2 separate regions of the Rattus norvegicus genome follow, and region 2 is linked to region 1. A link is a contact called in public Hi-C data. All regions are on one chromosome and are shown on one strand. Each heading gives the region's core, a stretch centred on a gene start, on an enhancer-like site or on the middle of the called end of the contact. The rest is flanking DNA. Distances are from core to core; before and after follow the strand shown.

What was found. A called contact is a pair of places that touch in the nucleus more often than the background predicts.
Region 2: a Hi-C map of the A7r5 cell line shows a contact between it and region 1, with 1.6 times the contacts expected there. The contact joins the enhancer-like site here to the promoter of Gmps in region 1. A contact is called at or near these places in 3 of 12 Hi-C or Micro-C datasets (the A7r5 cell line, Schwann cells and prefrontal cortex).

The regions. Positions count from the first base shown.
Region 1 is chr2:150,598,668-150,602,427 of GRCr8, reverse strand. It overlaps Gmps (guanine monophosphate synthase), which reads right to left and starts at 1,599. Exons shown (of 16, transcript NM_001024754.1): 1 at 1,511-1,599. The coding sequence starts at 1,537.
Region 2 is chr2:150,637,008-150,640,767 of GRCr8, reverse strand. It overlaps a transcript of Gmps not described here. Among named protein-coding and RNA genes, the nearest start is that of Vom2r44, 7.9 kb to the left of the region's middle. Within about 2 kb of position 1,962, at least 1 of the 93 cell types and tissues checked has an H3K27ac peak or open chromatin away from gene starts, as enhancers often do. A contact at or near this core is called in the A7r5 cell line, where this site is marked.

The DNA.
Region 1 (3,760 bases), core at 350-2,849:
GGTGCTAGAATAGCCATCTGTGATAATTAATTCTAATTGTCCAGCTTAAGAATTAGTTTATTGTTTGAATTAAGTTTTTGCATTTTATTTTTAAATTCCTTATAAGTGTTTTGCCTGCGTGTCTGTCTGCAGCATTTGTATGCAGTGTCCACAGGGGCCAGGTGAGGGCGTTGGACCATCTGGGCTGGAGTTATAGACAGCTGTGAGTTGCTCACTCTGTCACATGATCTTGACATAAAATTTTGCTATTCACCTTAAACTCAAATATATCACAATGATCAAAATATCATCTTGAGAAAATGTTGAAAAATGGTCATACTGTTTTAGATAATTTTGTGAAAATACTATTCTAGATCGAAGTATGTTCTATAATACGCTGTGAACTCACCCACCATAAAGAAGAATTCTTCCAGTGAGTTGTAAGATTAAAAATTAAAGACAAATGTGTGTAAAGTGAGACTTATTCTTCATACCATGACAGGTGCCAACGTTTGAGAATTTGGAGCTACCTCACAATGTTTATTTACTTGTGCATTACAGGTTTTGAATGATTATTATATATTAAACAGCCATTCACGAGGTCGTGACACTTAAGCTCCAAGTTTGTAAGGGTAGAAATTATTCCTGGCTGTAGAACAGTTATCCCCACTCCAAAGTTTGGAGTTTCATACACCCGAGGAGAAATTTAACCAGATTGCTAAAGCTAGGCCACAATCATGCACAAGAGTGATTACTTTTTGCTAAAGTAATTGTATTTCAACACTGCAGTTTCTCGCTGACAAAACTGACTTTGTGAAGGTCAGAAAGCTCTCCAAGTCAAAGACGACTTTCGGTCGGAAGTGAAGGGGGCCAATTCAGTGGCCAGGCAAGAAAGAACGACGTCTAAGACTGGGAGTTGAAGGCCACAAGCGCGAATCAACCGCCCAACGCTCTCGCGTCTTGGCTAACACAGTTAGCCAACTTTTTCAAGCACTCAGGGAGACCTCAGTTCCCAGGGAAAGATCCCAAACGCGGGAGAACACGTTCCCCAAAACTAGCACGTAAAACACGAGACATAGTACGCAGGAACTATAGCTGGCCACACATTCCTCCCCTCCTAGGATGGCGGGAGAAGAGGGTGACAGAGAACACTTGGGACTAGGAACAGAAGCTGCGGTCATTCCGGAGACAGAAAGGCCTGCACTAGGTTGGAAAGAATGCAGGCAGGCCTGGCGCGACCGCCGCAAGCGAGGCCCCGACCCTGCCCTGAGGCTGAAGGGCCTGGGAGTCCCCAAGAATCGCGGCCCACGGCTGGGTCCCCTCTGCGCTGGAACTTGACGCTTTCGGCAGCGAGGGCCGCTCGCATCCACACACTAGCAAAGCCAACAAAGCGCCTCCGATGCCGGAAAGCCACGCCGCAGGCCGGGCTGGCACATGCGGAATCCCGCTGAACCCGCCAAGTGAGGCGGACGGATGCCCAGGCCTCGCTCACGCTGCCGGAGGGAAGCAGAGACCCCAATCACAGACTGACCTTGGAATCTCCGTTGCACAGGGCCATCGGGGACCAGCGCGGCGGGCGCAGACCGCTGGCAAGGCCTGGACGCGAGCAGCACAGCACCGGGACCGGCTGAAGCGTGAGGCACAGCAACAGCCCGGAACCTGGCCTCGGCCTCAGAACACAGAAGCGCGCGCTGTTCCCTCCTCCAGCTTCCGCCCGACCGCCTCTAACCGGCCCCGCCTCCTGGCCCCGCCTCCCAGGCGGGGCCGTGCAAACTCCGCCCTCATTGTCACTCGGAGAAGAGAATACCCAGCCTACCAAAAAGGAAAGCATCAGCCTTGCCCCTAGGCAGGGCAGTAGAACTGGATGTGATAATTGGCATTAACTAAGTAGTGGCTACATACCATCTCAAACCTCAAATCTTTGTAAACTGCAAGATACAGTTAAGTAATGGATTCATTGTCACAATAAGGGTGGCTCAATTTTTCTGGATTTTTGTTTGTTTTTCTAAATAAGGTCACTCTGAAGACCAGACTACCTTCAAACTTAACTTAGATCTACCTGCCTCTGCTTCCTAAGTGCTAAAATTAAAGGTGTGTGCCACCACTCAGTTTTTTAACAATAAGCTGTAGATTTCTCAGAGAGCCTACCTTGTTGAAGAAATTACCTTCTATTTACTTGATTGCCTGTTTGATTTTGGTTGTTTCTTTCTTTCTTTTGTAACAATGAATGGTAGCCAGTCACCACCTTTGACCCCAGCTCTCTGGAGGCTGAGGTAGGCACATCTAAGTTCCAGGCCAGACTAAAAAAATAAGGAAATAAATAAATTTTAAAAAAGGTTCAAAGGCTCTTGATCTATCTATCTATCTCTCACTCTGGTCTACAAAGTGAGTTCCAGGACAGCTAGGGCTGGATAAGGAAACCTTGAGTCATTGAGCAGGGTGGCTGGGGAGATGACTCAACAGGTAAGAACTACCTAAACAATGAAGACTTGAGTTTAATTCCCAGAATCTACATCCAACCCAGGTGTGTCCACATTCACCTATAAACCCAGAAAAGCGAAGGATGGAGATAAAAGAAACACATGGGCTTACTGGCCACCAGCCTGTAGCCTCAGGTGTAATGAGAGAACCTGTCTCAAAAAATAAGGTGGGGGGGGTGATAAAACAGAAAACCTAATATCCTCCCATGGCCTCTGTGCCTATAAACGCATGTGCACATAGACCCAAACCCTACCCCCAACACACACACACACACACACACTGAAATAAGAACTTTTACAAGCAACAACAAAAAGAATGGATGGTGTGAATGAAGAAGCTAGGTGTCATTGGTGTTCTAACACACTTGTTACAGTGTCCCTGTGAGTTGGAGACCAGCCAAGACCACAGCCTGGGCAAAAAAAAAAAAAAAAAAAAAAAGGCAAGGAAGTAAATAAAATTGTTCAGAGGTGTCTCTCTCTCTCTCTCTCTCTCTCTCTCTCTCTCTCTCTCTCTCCTCCTCCTCCTCCTCCTCCTCCTCCTCCTCCCCCCCCCAAATCCCTGTCATGGGGTGATAGTTAATCTTGGCTCTCAGTTTGACTGAGTCTGGAATCAACTAAAAGATAAGCCACTGGGCACAAGTGGAATAGATTTTCTTGAGTAGGTTTTCTGTTGTCATCATGTTCCCACACAAGGAGATCCAAGAGAAGGCTTTTCTTTTCTGATTATGGGATGTAGGTGTTGCTGTGAGTCCATCTACCCTGTCACTGCTGGTAACAGCTTCTTCACTATTGAACACAATTTTTTCAACCTGCTAATGTGGACTAAAGGCCAGTGGCTCTCCAGGAACCGTTATGTCCTCAGTATAAGACTAGGACAATGGAGGAATCTCAACAGCTGAGTTGTCTGAACAGCTACCAGGTTCTTGGTCTTTCCAGAACCTGTTCAACAACACACACTATTTCAGGTAAGGCACTCTAAGAAATCTCATTTACTATTCTCAGTTCTAGTCTGCTGGAGAGCCCTGAATAATACACTCCGCACTACTTGGGACTGGACCTGGGGCAGCACACATACTAGGACATCTATTTGCTATATTCCCAGCACTCTTGTTTTTAAACTTGGATCTCACTAAGTTACCCAGACAGGCACTGAACTTACATGGCCCAGGTTGGTCATGACCTTGGGACCCTCTTGCCTCATCATTCTAAATAGCTACAGTCTTAGTCTTTCACCACCAGGTGCAACTGAATTCCAAACTGCTAAGTTGCTCACTAATCAGAGATCTGGCTACCCCTAACCT
Region 2 (3,760 bases), core at 713-3,212, 38 kb before region 1:
ACGTGCTTTTAATACTTTTGGTTGGCCATTTAACTACAGAACAACCCAAAGACTTGTGTCCACTGTTAACACTGGACATGATGTCAACATATTCCTACACACCTAAGCTTACTGTCCAGAACTCTTGATATATATGTATACTGATAAATATATATATCCAAACATTGATAATATATGCAATGTTTTGACAATATAAACATGTCAGGTCCTTTTGGTTCTTGCTTTCTTTTTTCATAAACACCAAGACTTAATGACAAATTATGAAATCATCATTTCTTCCTTTCAGAAATTTACTGAAGACAGAAGGGATTTTAGTCATTTCACATTAATTTAGCAAAGCAATTTTATAGTCAATATTATTGCAACATAAAATACATGGCAGTCACTAACAATTATACAGCAATTCACAAAAACTACACTATTCATTTCAATTAACAAGTAGCACTTTATAAAAAATATTTTCAGAGGATGTTTACATTCACTTTTTGTAAATCAACTCATATTTGTGTTTCTGAATGTAACACAAAAGGAAGGAAGGAAATAACCAATCTCTTTTGTGTATTTACTAACTCTAAATATTAAACTCCAAAGCTGCCACAAGGTTCACAGAAAACAAAGACCTTAATAGGAAAATTACAATGGTGCCATTAAATGATTAGTCGGAAGGTGCCTCTATTTCTAATAGCTAATAACCAAATGGCACAGGTCCTAAAGTTTTGGGGTTTGTTTGTTTGTTTCCAGCTATGTAGGGATAGCTCAGCCTTAGCTCATGACCTGAGCAATCTCAGAATTGCAGGTGGCTATAACACAGGGGTAGATTTCTTCTAAGAAAAACTAAAGAGTAGGAAGAAAGAGGGTGAATAAGTCCATGGGGTATACAGATCTCAACATGGATAACCATGTCAGTTGCCCTTCAGATTCCCTACACAGACTGGTATGTCTACCTTCTATGGAACATAGACGCAAGCAGATCCAAGTCAGTACCCAGGGTCTAAACTTAGCTAATGAGGACCTCAGCAAGACTCTCATCTACATTCTTAACCTGTTTGACTCTAACAAGAGACCAGTTATGTCCCTTAATAATTTTTTCTTTCTGAGAAACTTGTAACTGTGTGTTAGTGTGTGTGCATGCTACACACACACACACACACACACACACACACACACACACACACACACACACACACACACCCCAATTTGGTCAAATTTGAGTTTTTAAATCCTCAGATGACAGCAACCATGGTTGGGATCCAATTAAAAAGGTGAACAGTTCCATGAGATGCTGACTCTTCTGTATACAGTGTGCCTACTGTTGAAAGGTGGCATCTTGATATTCTGGGGACTCATTATGGGCTGTTAAAATGTTCACATACTACAACTGGATCCAGGTTCAATTCCCAATGATGGCCCAACAAAACTGTAGATACAGATGCAGCAAAAGCCATTACTGCCGTGCAAGCTTCGTGTCGTAAAAGATAGTTTTCCTCTGCCATCTGGTACAGCTACTTCAATCAAGACAAGAGGGAATTCTCCAGTCGAAAATATTTAACCTGTACTCAGTTAAACCTTGGGTTAATTAAAGAAGTATCCATCACTGAGGCAATATTAGTGAAGGCTTGCCATCTAACATCACTCTAAAGAGTCTCGGAGAGTGGAGTGAGGATCATGCAGAAGAGCAGTGAAAGCATGGTCAGAACACAGGGAGTGAGAATGTTGGTATCATTTCTCAAAGGCAATGGGGTCCCCAGAATTCCTGTTAAGAGATGATACTGTGATAGTGGATCTATTCCTGATTAGTTGTATGCAGAACTTCAACAGAGAATTAGAAAGCCTGAATGCACTCCTGCTCTGCCAACAGTTAACAATTACAAATACTTATCTGTTGTCAAAGCAGCAACATATCCTAGCAGCTCTTCCAAAAACACATAGTAAAGAGACAGTCTACAAACACTGCAAGTGAGCATTTTCAAGAATCTGAGATGACCAAATCTTGATGGTATGTTCTTCAGCTGGTGGCAACAGATCAATGTTTATATAAACACTATCCTGCTAATGCTTTTTCTTGCTTATAACTAAGAATGCATCTAGGCATGTGGCCCAATTGGTAAGTGCTTGCCAAGCACACACACATGGTTCTGGGTTCAATTACCAGTAACATAAACTGAGCACAGGACTGAGGTGGTGTAGGCAAGGGTGAGAAGACTCAAGGCCATCCTCAAATACATGATGAATTTGAGGATGAGCCAAATAAATCCTGTTTCAAAGAGACAAATGTAACTATTCAGCATTGGATTGGTGTTGGAACTTCATAAGATGAGGCAACAAGATTAAACTGACCTTTCCAGGTCCATGCTTCCTTAACAGCAAGGCAAAACAGTAGGATGAACAGTGTTGTCTATTTTACCTGAATACCCTCATTCTCTATACAGAATAGAATTCAGTTATTCTCCAAAATTGGCCATCAGAAGCTAAGTCCCCACACAGCAATGAAATCAATATTATGATTTATGGTTGCATGTAGCTACTATATGATGAAGAGAAAACAAAAAAATAAATAAAACAGTATAATCCCATCACTGAGATACATCTAAAAGCTTGTCCTCAAAATTTATGTCAGGGGGCGGAGAGATGACTTAGCAGATAAGAGCCACTGACTGCTTTTCCGGAGGTCCTGAATTCAATTCCTACCACCAACCACATGGTGGCTCCCAACCATCTGTAATGGGATCTGATGCCCTCTTCTGTGTGTCTGAAGACAGTGACAGTGTACTCATGTAAGTAAAATAAATTACTCTTAAAACTAAAAAAAAAAAAAAAAGGTAAAATAAAAACTTATGTCAGGTTGTTATATCCCATGGACAGACCATCACTGATAGGTCCAATAAGATAGGACTAGGATTTATTGATTTGACTTTTAAATTTTTCTGGTCTGCCAATTTGGGAATAAATCACATTTTCACAGATCTCTCTTACTCTAATAGTTATGAAGAAATAAAACACAATTATGCAGACAAGTATCCAAGTAACTAATAGTGTAAGCCAAAACTGCCCAGTATATCAAGTGATAAATGTTACTAAGCACGAAGTCCAAGCAAAAAGTAAACAGCTTGCAAGGCCATATGCTTTTAGGGCTGGAATACACTTAATGGAAGGATGGCTTCCTCTAAGAAAAACTGGAGGGTGGTTCTTAAAGTCACTGGCACATTTCCAAGTTGAGCTTGTTTGTCTCCTTGACTGTAACTATTTTCAATGGCCCACATGGACTACTATGACATCAAGTAAGCTATACAGTACAAGGCAAAATGACCACATAGGAAAATAGACAGTAAACCTGAAAATCCTCTTAGTTTCACCAAGTTTCTATATCATGTGCAGATATGTTCTAGAGAAATTCTTTTCAGCATTAAAGATTACATAAAGACATCTAAGAGAAAACGTAAGAAAAACAGTAAGCACATTTTAACTCTTTCTGAATATTATATATACCATCAACGTCCAGAATGCAAAAGTCACAAATAAGCAGCACTTCCAAAAGATCACCTGACCAGCTATACACAGACCATGGCAGTAACCAACTTCAGGGTAAGAACATCTTATATCCTTCCTGATTCTTGCTGTTTATACCAGATATGCTTGCTAGAACAAAGTTTTTAATGTAATCAAACATGCACTGATTCCTTGGTAAACATTCTGTATTTGGCAGCTCCCACTCAGAAATAACACAACCCTCAATCTGCCTAAGTCTATCACATCTTCCTTT